Regions from separate parts of the Mus musculus genome. Here all the other regions are linked to region 3. The links are chromatin contacts, called in public HiChIP or PLAC-seq and Micro-C maps. All regions are on one chromosome and are shown on one strand. Each heading gives the region's core, a stretch centred on a gene start, on an enhancer-like site or on the middle of the called end of the contact. The rest is flanking DNA. Distances are from core to core; before and after follow the strand shown.

What was found. Hi-C and Micro-C count contacts between places; a contact is called where the count stands out from the background. HiChIP or PLAC-seq counts read pairs in DNA pulled down with a chosen protein or histone mark.
Region 1: a Micro-C map of embryonic stem cells shows a contact between it and region 3, with 5 times the contacts expected there. The contact joins the promoter of Smchd1 here to the promoter of Emilin2 in region 3. A contact is called at or near these places in 3 of 484 Hi-C or Micro-C datasets (embryonic stem cells and hematopoietic stem and progenitor cells), 3 of 115 datasets of contacts at active chromatin or transcription factors (effector CD8 T cells, embryonic stem cells and memory CD8 T cells) and 3 of 9 other capture datasets (adipose tissue, liver and pancreatic islet).
Region 2: an H3K4me3 HiChIP or PLAC-seq map of bone marrow-derived macrophages shows a contact between it and region 3, with 2.1 times the contacts expected there. The contact joins the enhancer-like site here to the promoter of Emilin2 in region 3. A contact is called at or near these places in 2 of 39 promoter capture datasets (liver and pre-B cells), 1 of 15 datasets of contacts at CTCF or cohesin (large pre-B cells), 2 of 484 Hi-C or Micro-C datasets (Th1 cells and macrophages), 3 of 115 datasets of contacts at active chromatin or transcription factors (bone marrow-derived macrophages, embryonic stem cells and pancreatic cancer cells) and 1 of 9 other capture datasets (adipose tissue).

What each region holds. Positions count from the first base shown.
Region 1 is chr17:71,472,650-71,477,143 of GRCm38.p6, forward strand. Smchd1 (SMC hinge domain containing 1) reads right to left here and starts at 2,694. Exons shown (of 48, transcript NM_028887.4): 1 at 2,330-2,694. The coding sequence starts at 2,515.
Region 2 is chr17:71,092,639-71,097,569 of GRCm38.p6, forward strand. The region is part of intron 21 of Myom1 (myomesin 1); the gene reads left to right. Among named protein-coding and RNA genes, the nearest start is that of Myom1, 76 kb to the left of the region's middle. Within about 2 kb of position 2,028, at least 43 of the 459 cell types and tissues checked have an H3K27ac peak or open chromatin away from gene starts, as enhancers often do. A contact at or near this core is called in bone marrow-derived macrophages and liver, where this site is marked.
Region 3 is chr17:71,307,780-71,312,552 of GRCm38.p6, forward strand. Emilin2 (elastin microfibril interfacer 2) reads right to left here and starts at 3,232. Exons shown (of 8, transcript NM_145158.4): 1 at 2,939-3,232; 2 at 2,370-2,492. The coding sequence starts at 3,081.

The sequences.
Region 1 (4,494 bases), core at 1,444-3,943, 160 kb after region 3:
CAAGACCACTGTGGGTGGCACCACTGGCGCAGGTAAGGGGCAGGGAGAAGGGAGGAAACGAAACTGGAGGGAAGAAGAGGGAGGGGGACAGGAAATGAGTGAATGAATGAATGAATGAATGAAGCAGCCAGGGAGAACAAACCATAAGCAGCATTCTTCCACAGTCAGAGTTTCAGTTTCTACCTTCAGCTCCTGCCCTGGCTGCCCTCAACGATGGACAAACACTTTCCTCCCCAAAGTTGCTTTTGGTCACAATGTTTTATCACATTCTAGAAAACAAACTTCAAGGACTGAAGAGATGGATAAGTGGTTAAAGAGCACTCGATGATCCTCCAGAGCTCCTGAGTTCAATTCCCAGCAACAACATGGTGGCTTACAACCAACTGTAATGGGATCCGAAGCCCCCTCCACTTGTGTCTGAAGACAGCTACAGTGTACTCACATATATAAAATAAATAAACAAATCTTTAAGAAGAAACGAAAATAAGAAAACAAACCAGGAGGACAACTATGTAAGTGTTTGACTCAGCCCAACTGTTAATACAAACAACACCATGAGATCTGTAGCATAAACCAACAGAGCAAAGAAGACAGATCCAGGAGCTAGAGATAACCCAGTGGTTAAGAGCAATGCTACTCTTGGGCTGGAGAGATGGCTCAGAGGTTAAGAGCACTGACTACCCTTCCAGAGGTCCTGAGTTCAGATGGTGACTCACAACCATCTGTAATGGGATCTGATGTTCTTTTCTAGTGTGTCTGAAGATAGCAACAGTGTACTCACATACATTAAATAAATAAATCTTAAAAAAAAAGTAGGAAAAAAAACAATGAATGAAACACTTTTTTTAAAGAAAGAAAGAAAGAAAGAAAGAAAGACAGAAAGAAAGAGAGAGAGAGAGAGAGAAGCCGGAGCCTGACGTGGTGGCACACACCTTTAATCCCAGCACTCGGGAGGCAGAGGCAGGCAGATTTCTGAGTTCTACAGAGTGAGTTCCAGGACAGCCAGGGCTATACAGAGAAACCCTGTCTCGAAAACCCCCCCCAAAAAAAAAAGAAAAAGAAAAGAAAAAGAAAAAGAAATAGAGAAAAAGAATCGAAAAACCAAAAGAAAAGAAAAGGAAAAAGAAAGCCCACTTTGGCAAAGTCAAACTCAATTTGAATTTTTTCAACAAATATACAAGGTACTATCTTAGGACAGTGGTTCTGACCATAAGAAAACAGACATTTACATTACAATTCATAACAGTTAGTAAGTAACAACTAGAATAATTGGGGTGGGGGGGCACCACACCATAGGGAACTGTATTAAAGGATCACAACATTAGGAAAGCTGAGAATCAGTGTCCTAAACTAGGTTTTCTGGAAGGAAAACACTGTTTAAAACACTGTTTTATTGCCATATTCTTCTTTTAAAAGTTCAGAGCCCAGAACGGTGGCACTTGGGTCTGTGACTACCAACACTGGACAGCAAAGGCGGATAAAGTTCGAGGCCAACCTGGTCAACAGAGACTTCTAGGCTAGCCTGAGCTACACAGCAAGACCTCAAAACAAAACCCCGCAATACCCCTCCCCCAACATACTCAAGCTCAGGCAACAGTAAGAACAACAACAACCTATAAAGCATCTCACAGTATAAAGCACGTCTTGCTACGTAGTCATTCTTTTTTTTTTCCCCCCAAGCAGGTATACTCGTTCTTTGTTGTCCGCATGGTCACTTAGAGCTAGTTCAGGAACTCCCAAGGAAGTTGGAGCTCAGAGAACCAGGACAGCTCCTAATACTAACCTAACTTAGTATTACTCTGTAGAAGAATCCTGCTGGGACGGACCAGGCAAACCTTTCTGACAAGACAAGCCGGTAAAAGACTCCCTCCATCACCTCCCTGAACCTGAGGTACCCGGACTCCTGGAATCTCACCCCCCCACCACCACCAAACAGCGCAACCCTCGCAACACTGACTGTCCAGTGGATGCAACTCTGCATCTTCTGAAGTTACAAACTAGGACAAACACAGGTGCTTCTCCGACAGGAGGATGCACTAACTACTCTGCAACCATAAAGCAGTAACTAAACCTATAAGCGCCCACTAACTTGGAAGTCCCGAACGCTAGACCAGCACGGGCCCACGGAGGGGCGTGATCCCATCCTTCTTGGCCAAAGCCAGGCCGGCCGGGACATCCAACCAGGGATCATCCGCAACGTGGGCACCCGGCAGAGGCCAAGGCCGCAAGATCCCGGCCATCTGACAAGTTTATGGCGGTGACCCACCCAGGCTTCAGGCCACCTACCCTCACCTCCTCGCGAGCATCCCTCCAGCGCCCCGGGACGTACCTGACACACAGAAGCGCGGAACCCCGCGTAGTCCGCGTGCTCCGAGACCTGCAGTGCGCGATCCCCTAGCTCCGAGTCCTTCCCGCGCCGGTCAAACAAGTACACCGTCCTACAGCCGTCGACGGCGCCATCTCTCCCAGATCCCTCCGAGAGGCCGGCGGGATCGCTGGCGCCCTCCGCTGCCATGTTGAGGGAGAAAAAAAGAGAAGGCCCTGCGGCTCTCGGGCGCGCTTCCCGGAGACACCGACCCCGCGCGTGCCCTCGGCTCCAGCCGCCGCGGCTCCGAGCCTCAGCGGGCCGCGCAGCACCGACTGTGGGCAGCGGCCGGGAAGTAACCCGGGAACCGATTCAAACGCGCTTCTGCCGGGGTGCCGTACGTCACTTCCGCGACCCGCGAACACAGGGACGCGCTGAGCGCGCCTCAGAGCCCGCCAGCTACGTACGCCGCCGCCCACCAAGCCTCCTTCCGTGACCTGAGAGCGGGCCGCCGCCGTGGCTGCTGCGCAGGAGGAAGAGGACGGCGGACGGAGACCCGGCTAGTCCAGCAGGCCGTGGGGCGGGGCGGGGCTGGCCAAGGTGGGGCGGGGCTTCGCGCCCAGGCCACGCCCCCGGGCTCCTGCGGACCGCGGGGACTGGGGACGGCCTGGAAGCTGGCTTCCAGCGCCTTAGGGGCCTTCGCGGGGGGAGGTGGGGGGGGGCGCAACTCGCAAGCGTGTCGCCCCAGGGTCTATGCAGGCTCCCGCTGCAGGGCCCTGGCGCCTTCCCCCTAGCCATGCGGTCTCCAGGGCGCTACCAAGTCGGGCGGACGCGGCGGCTGGAAGCTTGCACCACCTGGGTCCCGGTGCGGTGGACACTAGCTAAAACACCGGGCACCGCTCTGCTTGCACGCTTCCTTCGCCGTCGTGGGTGGGTTCTACTGTGGGACAATGAGACAAAAGCTCGGCCTCGAGGAAGAGCGGGTCTCTGACGTCACGAGGCCGCGATGCGCGCCCCCGGGTTAGCCAGGCTCTGAGGCTTTAGGCGGCTGGGAGTCTTGGGATAATACCTAACCTACTCACCGAGGTTGAGTCAGCTTCTAAGCGTGCAATGTGTAAGACAGCCTCCTCGAAAACTTGAGCATAAAACTTTATATGCTCCAGTACGGGGGAATGTCAGGGCTAAGAAGCAGGAGTGGGTGGGTAGGGGAGCAGGGTGGAGGGAGGGCATAGGGAACTTTCGGGATAGCATTTGAAATGTATATAAAGAAAATATCCAATAATAAATAAATAAAAAAGAAAACTTGAGCATAATTATTGGGGGATGCGCTTCTGACTCTACAGATAGCAAGGAATGGGGGGGGGCGGGTAACCTTGCCAGATGCTTGCTCTCTGATTCTTAAAACCTGGATGCTTTGTACTTGAGAGAAACGTGTAAATTAATGAAACCCATTAATTAATTGAGTTCTTTTATGTGTCTAGAAGTTGGATCAGATTTAAGGGTGCTGTTTTACTAGGTTCGCAGGAGCCTTAATGATCAATGGTAAAGCTAGACTCAAAGTCAATGCACCTTGGAAACAGACCGGGTTGTTGGCACCAAGGACAGTTGGCCAGACATACAAAAGTGTGAAGGTTTGCGTAGAGCGGCATAAATAGTATGACTGGAAGAAGAGAAAATGAAACAGTAGGTGAGGTAGGTGAAGTTGTGACCAAAAGCTGGTCATGTTCTTGAAAGGGCACCTGAGAGACAGGAGACACGAGAATAACCTCCAACTATCATGAGATTTCTGTAAAATCTTATTGTAATTTGCTTTTTGTCAGTCTTCCTAGGCCTACATCAAACTTTGATCCTCCTGCCTTGACCCAACCTGAACCCTTGATGGCTTCAGAGGTATGAGTCACTACTCCTAGCTGGCATTTTACATTTTATCTTTAAAACTCACACAACCATTTCCTTCTATCCCTTTTATGGGCCGTGTTTGATTTGAACAACTGGAGAAAGACAAATCATTTCTCTAAGTCTTAGTTAACAAGCAAGATGAATTGCCTTTGTGGTTCAGCAAATTGGGGCTTAACAGCCAAAGGGTCAACAGGGCAATTTCTCTGTAATACCAAATTATAAATCTCATAAGTAAAAACAGAAGCACTTTGAAGGTCAGAGGACTCCATTCTCTGAAGTTGGAGATGGTT
Region 2 (4,931 bases), core at 778-3,277, 220 kb before region 3:
CACGTCCCTTATACAGATTAAGATGTATGCAAATCTAGCTCTGAAGTTAAACTGGAGGTCAGCATACTTTCCATCAAGGGCAAGGTAGTATTTTCAGCTTCTCAGCCTCATGGTCCTTGTTCCAGCTCCTTGGCCTGCCAGGGCATGAGCAGACGTGGCTGTGCTCCAACAAAGCCTTTTCATGTGCATCCCATACATGCAGCATGTAATATTATGCATTCTGCATATCACATAAATAATAACATATAGTCTGCCCACTATCAAATTTGAGTTCCACGTTATGCTCTCATACCTTGAAATATTAATCTTCTTTTGATTTTGCTCACCATGTGTTTCATCAGCCAACAACACGAAAATGATGATCTCGTTCCTGTTCAATTTGTTCTGTTTTAAAAGTTTTATTTCTGTTCACTGAAGTACGAGTAACAGTAAAGGATAAAAATTATTTTCCGGTTACTTTTCTAAAAAAAAAAAAACATTCTAGCATAAAGGGCCTTTGCTTTTGTGTGCCTGTTTTCAGAAACGAAACAAACACAGGGCAAAGAGAAAAAGTCATATTTATTTTCCTGATGAGAACACTGTAAACAGGAAATTTCTACTCCTTTTATTACTTGAAAAATATCAGCAGCGTACTCTCCCAAGTCTGCCCGCTGCTTCCTGTTTCTTCATGACTGCTTTTGTCTCCTCCTAAACCCGTTGGTAGGTATTTATTGGACAAAATCGAGCTTTACAGGATGAGGCAGCTAATTCTACACTTCATAGTAACCTTTGCAAAATTCCCAAAGAAAGATGAAAATGCTATGACCAGCTACACAGAGACAGCAGGGCATGTATAAGTGCGCACATGACCAGATACACAGAGACAGCAGGGCATGTATAAGTGCGCACATGACCAGCTACACAGAGACAGCAGGGCATGTATAAGTGCGCACGCGTACAGGTGTCTTGGGGTCAGACTCTTCAGCTGTGAACATCAGTGGTATCCAATAGACATTTATATGGGTTCATGTGCAGTATCTACCCCTCAGAGAACATTTAGATTACTGTATCAGGGAACTGCCCATCTAGAACAAAGCACCTGTTAAGCTATAGGTTCCCAAATAAGTCAGGACCTTCCTAATGGCAGGCTGCCAGCCAGATGCCGTGTTAGCATGACTATCATTGGGGGCTGGCTGTGGACCTCTTGAACACAAGTTCCGTGTTCCTGATTTGGAAAAGCACCAAAAGTCACATCTATGGCCATTCCATTCTTGGGATGTAACTCAAGTTAACAGCTGCAGACATGAATACACTTAGCCGCTCACAGCTTAGGAAAGAATCCTCGGGCACACAAAGCCAAAATGCTTCCCTGTGATGTTTGGAATCGGTTTCTAGTCAGCAGGCATGGCCACTCTTGCAACATGAGTTTCTTGCAACATGATACTGCGTGGCAGGTCCTGTATGTGCCCTGGGATAGGCTGGTTAGGTTTATGATCACATGGGATCATCAACAGAGTTTACAGCTTGGTATGGTGAGAGCTAAGGTAGACCTCTGTACAAACTGCAAAGCCAAATAGGCTAGGAGCTAGGATTCAAGGTTTTGTTAGTTGCTGGCTAACAAAACTTAAATGTAGACTAAAATTTACGTAATTTCCTCATTCCATTTCTAAGTGTTAAGTGTATTGTTTTGCTGACTTTATGTTAGAACGAATAGAAGGAAGAAGGAGAGAAATGTTATCAATTTCAAGACTTTGGGTGTGAAACTTGCAACCCTTAGCGAGAAAGTACTCTGGATTCTGTTCAGATCATTGAAACCCTTGGCCTTTATTTGAGAAAAACACCTTCATTTGCAATACATTATTAAAATCTCCGGTAAAAATACGGCTTCTCAAGTAACAGCACACTGAAAGTACACTGAACAAGATACCTCGGTTGTAATTAGACTTCAGCTGAAAGTTCACTTAATCCACTGGAGTCAGTAGGATCATCAGCCTCCCTTTGAAGTCAAAGAAGCTCCAAGGAGATGTTGTCCAGCCCTGCTACAAAGTCCAATTGTGTTGGTAATGAGAAGCCAGACAACAGACCAAGTGTGCCTGTGGTGATTTCCCAAGACAGCTGTTAGCTAAAGAAACCCTCAGAAAGAAGAGGTTAGAACTATTTAGTGTAAATTTGGTGGTGCCTAAAAAGACATTTTTTTTTTTCTTGATGCTTGACACTTTTAAACAGTGTCTGGTTGATTGTATCACAGCAGCAATGGAAGTGGAGGCCAGGTGAGCCAGATCAGATAGGGAATAAAAGAGACCTGGCCTGGCAGGTGATCAGGAGGTTAACTGGTTAGCGGTGCAGCTTGTAGTTATTCTTGTCAGAGAAACAGAGTAGCAGGTGGGAGAGTCAGGTGATGGGCAGGAGACTCCTTCCCCTCGCCCCCCAGACACCAAGCAGGGCCTCAAGTAGGAGCTGGGCCCAAGCAGCAGAGCAGGCTAGGAGACTACATTCTCCCAAAGAAAAATGACTTGGGATTTAGCTAACAGCTGAATGTCTACAATTTGGTTGATGCAGCACCTAGTAAGGCCCTGAGAAGGCAAAGGTGGACAAGGGGCCTCAGGGTGGACTCTAAGGGATTCTGAGGCAGGAGGCTGGCTTCCTCTGAAGATGAGCACTAGTGGCTAATTAAGAAAACTGCTCTCATACCTGCTTCCTAACTGTCCCTTGGACCCCAGCACACAGTTCTCAGTGGTGGCAGCTATCGGACATAATCTTCAAAGGAGGAAAGATTCATTGACCTCGTGGTCTGAGAGGTTTTAGTCAACCATGCAAGGAAGACATGGTGGAGCAGCTCATGTTGTAGCAGACAGGAAGCAAAGAGGAAGAAAGGGGCAGGAGACCATCTTCAGTGACTTATATCCTCAGCATAGTCCCTACTTCCAGAGGGCCCTGGGCTTCCCAAAGTAGTACCACAAGAATCACCACAACCAACACTGCTACCACCAGGCATCACCACACGAGCCTATAAGGGACATTTCATATTTGAACAATAACAACTACCGTGACTTGAGCAGCATGACTCCCGTAGCATCAGTGTGTGCCCTTCATCCTAGGCATCTTGTTGTTCACATGGTTGTGACGGTTGAGCTGGGAAAGCCGAGTCTAGTGGAGGCCACAGGGTAGGTACCAAGATAGTAGGCCAGTTGAGTGTGATAAATATAAATAAATAAGACAGCTTAGAGATGGGAGCCACTGGTGACAGTTGGCACACTGTTGTTTGATATTCTGCTCCTCTTTTGAGGGTTTAAAAGCCAGGCGTATGTCATCCTTGTGCACATATGTACATGAAGCAGGACAATAAAGCTTAGGATACCGCCCATGTAAAAGACTTTAAAATTATATCTTGTTATGAGATGGGCAGAAAAGTAAACAGCTCACTGAGTTTTAATCTTTTAAGTTGTTCATCTATTTACTTTTAGTTTTAAGAAAGAGAAAATCGGGATAGGATCAGTTCATTTTCAAGTAGTTCATGTTATCTCTGACCATTTCTTAGCCCATTATCATCCCGAGAGTTCCCAATGTCTGGGGGGGGGGGCATTGCAATATCATCTGTGAGATCACATTCCCCATGTCTATATTAAGGATTTTTATCCTTAATATTTGAGGACATTTGAGGTTGAAGAGCTGACTGGAGACAACTTTTTTTTTTTCTTAAGGGTTTATTTTTAACTGTGTGTTTGTGTGTATGCATGCATGAGGGAAGGGGAAGAGAGAGAGGGGAGGGAGGAGGGGGAGGGGGGCTTTGTGCACATGAGTGCAGGTGTTTGTGAAGTCTAGAGAAGGTGTTGGATCTCCTGGAGCCAGAGAACAGTCAGTTGTGAGTTGCCTTTTGTGAGTGTTGGGAACCAAACTCAGATCCTCTATAAAACATGGCCACTGAGCCATCTCTGTAGCCCCAGGACAACCTGTAACACCTTGTCAGGACAAAGTAATCTCTCACTTTTTTTCTCTCTCTACTCAAATCTCCTGGTGTAGGAGGTGAATTTTCATGTTCTTAAACAGATTCAGAAGGAGTTCCTGAAAAAAATCATTGCAGTCTTTGGTTCCCCTTTCCAACCCAGCGTTAAGGAAAGTGTCTCGCCCTTTCACCTAGATGAGTCTGTTCCTAGGGAGCCCTTTCTTTTGACAGCAGAGCAACAGGCTTGATCTTGCTTAGGCTCTTAAGTGTAAGATGATGTAGAAAAGCTCCTGCCATCAGCGCGGTGCTTTTTTTTTTCCCCACTCGCCTGTTTATCAAAGTATGAATGCATGAATAAATAATTAAAGTTCAGTTTTAAGTATCTAACTGTTCTATTTACCTGAGAACTCACTGCCAAACCATCAGTTATTTTTCACTTTAAGACTCTACGTGATTGTTTGAAAAGAGTATGTGTTTCAATAAACACTTTTGGATGCCATGTACCGGACCTTATTATTTACTTTCTGTATATGGCTCCGAGCCATAGTTACAAACTTTATTTGTAGCACAAGATTGCAATGTAGTGATACCTTTACTGGACAGAAGGAATTTGGTATTTTTCTCTCTTTTTTCTGGTTGTTTTCTGTTCTTAACATGTTTAACAGAAGTAGGTTCATCTCTATTTATTAAGTTTAATCTGCTAAGGAAGTCGCCAGTTAGAGTTGCCAGCGCCGTCACTAGTAAAGTATAAATAGATTTGGTGTGACAGTCTGGAATTCCCGGTGAGCAGGACCCTAAGGCAGACTTTGGCACATGAGCCCTGGCGCTTAGAGAACTGTGTTCTTTAATTGTTGGTTTGGAGCCAGGCTCCAGGTGGGTGAGGCTGTACAGTACAAAGGTTTCTACTGAACTGAGAGAGGTGGAGCCAATGGACCTACCATATGCTTTTAGTTCTGGGACTTCTTTGCATTGAAGTCTCGTCTTTAGCTTTAGTGGGGGAAATTAAGAT
Region 3 (4,773 bases), core at 1,982-4,481:
TGCCTGGCCATCCCCAGCACCAAATTAGCATTTAAACAACAAGCAAAGCAAGAAGGAGAGCCTGTGTCTATAGCTCCAGCACTCTGGGGGTCAAGGTGTGATCAGAGCCTGTGTCTATAGCTCCAGCACTCTAGGGGTCAAGGTGTGATCAGAGCCTGTGTCTATAGCTCCAGCACTCTAGGGGTCAAGGTGTGATCACCCTGAGTTCAAGACCAGCCTGGGCTATATGTAAATTTCAGGCTACTTAGCAAACCTTGCTTCAAATGCCCAAATTAAAAACAAAACAAAACAAAACAAAACCCCACAATTATCACCAAGTGTGCTGGTGTATGCCTTTAATCTCAGCCCCTCAGAAAGCAGAGACAAGCAGATATCTAAGTTTGAGGCCAACCAGGATTTCATAATAAGGCCCTGTCTCAAAAAAACTACCCCTAGAAACACAAATTTCTATATATGTATGTGTGTATGTATGTATGCATGCATGTAACTATTATGTATGTATGCATGTATTATTTGTGTGTGTCCAGTATGTACATGTGTGTGCCCATGTGTTTACATATATGCATATGTGTTCAGTGTGTGTGCGCATGTGTATACAGATGTGTTCATTGTGTATGGGTGTCTTCAGTGTGTGTGCACATGTGTGCAGGTGTGTATGTTCAGTGTGCGCACACACACGTGCAGACGCTTGTAGAAGCAGAGATGTCAGATGTCCAACTTTCACTCTCTACCTTACCCTCTGACAAGGTCTCTCTCTGAACCTGGAGCTTAGCTGGTAGCAAGCAGGAAGTAGCCATCCCACACTGCCCACCATTTCGTAGTGCTGAGGCTGCCTGGCAGTCCCCATCTCCAGTGTTTTTATGTGAGTGCTAGGGATTCAATCTCAGGGTCTCAAGCTGGCATAGCAAGTACTCTTTACCTACTGAGCCATCTCCCCACCCACCCCTCTTAATTTTTATTTTTAATGAAAAATTTATCTCTGAAGTGTCATAGTAAGAATTAAAATTGTAGGAAAATACAAAATATAACTCTTGTGTAAAGTGAATGAAATTGTCCTGGCTCTCAATCCAATTCTAATGGCAAGCAAACCCTTCTGGACTGTGTCGAATACTCAGTTCGTGTTTCTGTCACAGTGTCAAAACCTCACTTGGCTGTCCTGTCACCAGTAGCTGGCCATGGACTGTGAAGTCTAAATCGAAATACAGACCAATTTAAGGCAGGTTGACAGTTCTGAATCTCTGTGTGGGCCGGCCAGGAAATCTGTATCAGCTGTTTCCCCTATATGTTAAAAAATAAAAAGTAAAGGGCTTCCCTGTGTTTCTGCAAGTTTGTATAACTTTCTTTTTGCCTCTCAGGAACTCTCTACCTGCTTGTGGTTCCCACACGCAGCCTGGGTGGGACCCGGTGACCTACTGTCTACAGCCTTGTCTGCTCCCTGCCCCCTGAATCAGCTTGCTGGGGATACAAGCTCAGCCTGTCCTGAGCCCGGCCAGAGACAGAACTGCCCACCACTGACCATTCTGTACGGCGCTGACAATGTGCTCGAAGACAAACAGCTTATTCTTAGTGGAAACAATCCTCACCATCACGTGTCCCCAACAGCCTTTTATCCACACCAGCGGTCTCCTGAGATCTGGCTTCCACAAAAACTCAAAGAGCTCCCTGATCACCAATTGGGTGAGTACAATGTGTTCGCAGAACCCGCGCTAACAAATCATCGCCCCCCCCCCACCCCGCCCCCGTGCCCAGTTTTTAAGATGCTGGAATCTTTATGAGCAAAAAAGATGTTTAACTATTCTGCACATCACCAAGGGCTATTCCATTCGGAGATCTGCCTCAAGAATCCACAAACCCAACTTGAGAAGAAAAGGGACAAACGTTCTAAAGCAACCTGAGGAGTTTAGTTTAGAAAATCATAACGCTGAAGAGGACAGTTGGGACAAAACTCACCTCCTTCAGAACTCCAACTGGTCAAACCTCTCGGCTAATCCTTCATTTAAAACATTTTAGAATCTCTATGCGACCCAGAACATACAATATGGATCTAATTAGGTTCAGCTGCCTTATGTTAGTAATAAAATTGAAAGAGGAGGGGGGAGAGAGAGAGGAGAGAGAGAGAGAGAGAGAGAGAGAGAGAGATGGGGGTGGGGCCTTTGTTCATCCTCTCCTGTGGCCTAGGGAATCTCAAACTCCCAAATTTTGCGCATCTTCAAGGTTCACGCAGAACAGCACACCATTAAATAGCCCAGAGTAGCTGTGAGCCGTGCAGATATCAGACTTTGTAGAGGGTCTGGAAGAGATTTCCACAAGGACTGAAGTCCAGCGCTCCACCTCACCCACCCACTCGGCCCTCGTGCTCCCCGACTTACACCAGGGCGGATGGACAGGGCATCTGGTTCCAGGGACAGTTGTACTGAGCTTGAATAAAACTCTCGCTTCCCTCCTGTACCGTGCAGCTCACGTTCTTATTCACGATGTAGGCGCACCAGTTTCTGGGGTAGAGAGAAAAGGGCTGGATAAACTTGGAGAACAATGGGGAGAAGGGGGAGACGAATTGACCCAACAAGTTGGCGGTCACCAGCGCTGAAGGCAGGAGCTTGCCAAAGCTGCCACCCCAGGGTGTCTCTTGCGTCTTTGGAACACCAAAGAGTCCCAAACCTGCAGAACAGGATGTGTTCGTGTTCGGGCTCGGTGGCAGATCCCGTAGTTCTGCCGAACACTCCCCATTGCCCGGGTTCGCTTCAGGATGCTTGGGGCGCCTGGTGGGGAGCACATGGCCACCCGGGGGTGGCGACACCCCAAAAGCCTATGGGGCTCTCTCTGCTACCGCCCGTCGCCATTGCCGGGGCAGCTCTGGAGCCCGCAGGCGGATTCGGGAGTGACCGCCTAGGATCTGGGACTCTAGGGCTGGGGGCGAGCATAAGGGACACACTCTTACTTGTTCCTGGCACTGGGCCTCGCGTGGTACCCAGGCTGCGAGCTCGCGTGGCACAGTCCCGCGCCGCCCAGGGCCAGCAGGGCCAGCAGGGCCGGCGTCCAGCGACTGGGTGCTCGGGGTCGGGGCGGGGTCTCCTGACACATCTTGAGCCCCACAAGGCTGCAGGCGGCGGGGCCGCGGGAACCGGCAGCGGGCTCGGGCGCTCGGCGGCCCCTCTGGCTCTTCGTCCCCACGCCTCCGCACTGGCCGCTCCGCGGTCCCTCAATGACGCACAGGTCCCCCCGGGTGCCGCCCTCTTTAATTCACTTCCCTCTCCGAAACGTGACTCTTCCCTTCACCATCTCTCGGCCCATCGCCTCTCGGCAGGGGGTTCGGGGAAAGAGCCAAAGGGTTAGGAACCGGGGTCTTGGTTACAGACTTTTCAATTACACATTCCTTTGGTCTCTTCCCAAACGCCAGCAGCTCCGCCTCTCACCTTCCAAACAGCGCGACCCCAGCCCCTCCGGAAGTGCAGCAAGCTTCGGGCGGTCCCCACCTCGATCCCCCGGGGCCTCTCTCCGGCCAGAAGCCCAGGACCACCCATCAGTTATTGCCCCCCCCCCCCGGCGGGGGGAACCTACTCAAGGGGGACTCAGCGTCGATTTCTTCCTCTGAGGCCCCACCGCCGTCTACCCATCAATCTTTAAGGTCTTGGGCGAAAGTTGAAGACGCAGGAGCTCTCCTAGGCGCAGCTAGTACACGGCTTGAACTTTCCAAATGCGCGGGCTGCTCCTGGATAGTGGGGTTGCCTCCCCGCAGCTGCAAACTGTCATTTGCTACTCCAGTGTTTATGAGGAGATGTCCTGCTCGGACGTTTCTCTTTCCATCAGTATTAAAGGCGGATGTTTCGGTCGGTAAAATGCTGCGCAAACATGAAGACATGAGTTCAGATCCTCAGGCACCCACATAAAAAGTTAGACAGGCTTTCACAAACCTGTAATCCCAGTACTAAGGAGGTGGAGACAGAAGAATCTCTGAGGCTGCAGGCTCACTGACAGACCCTAGCTCAAGGGGGGAGTGCCAGAGAGAGCAATTGACAAGAGGATACAAGACATTAATCTCTGGCCTGCACACACGCACACAGTATGTATGTGCGGGCAAACATTTTTAAAAGACCATTTATTATAATAGTTTTTTTTTGTCTTTGCATCTAAATAGTTCAGATTCTGTTGGTGCCTTCCTGCCTCCCTCCAACCCTTCATTCCTCCATCCTTCCCTCCCTCTCTTGCTCCCCCTGTTGGTCATGTTTTCTGCCTATTCAAACGCTACAGGGGTCTTTGCCAATTTCTCTATAGCCTGACCAAAGTGACTCCACAGATAAAATCAGCCACAGAGGGTAGGGTGTTCTACTTGGGAAGCTGGGGCAAGAGACTCACCTTAGAGGCTAGCCTAGGCTACACACTGCACCACCAAGGAGGGGTATTCTAGAGGAGAGAGAGAGAGAGCTATTCCTTTGAAATTAGTTGCTGCTCCTACCCGCCCTAGTTGGCAAGCCTAGGCTCACTGCTGTACCTGTGAACTAACATGACACTGTTGGCTGGGGGTTGGAGGGACAGGGAAAGTTGGCTATGTTTTGATAAAACTAAATGAAGCCACTGGTTGTTTTATTTTCTCATATGCTTTGCTTTGATGGTTTTATTGGGTCCTTTTGATTTGCAAATTGAAGAAAGAAAATTCCCAAAGTAGAAAATTGTACCATGTAAGGACATAATCCGTTCATGAACTTTCCAAGTGGAAGATTATACAAATAGTGGACTGAAGTCATCCTGCCTTCAAAAGAGCCACGGGGGAGAAAT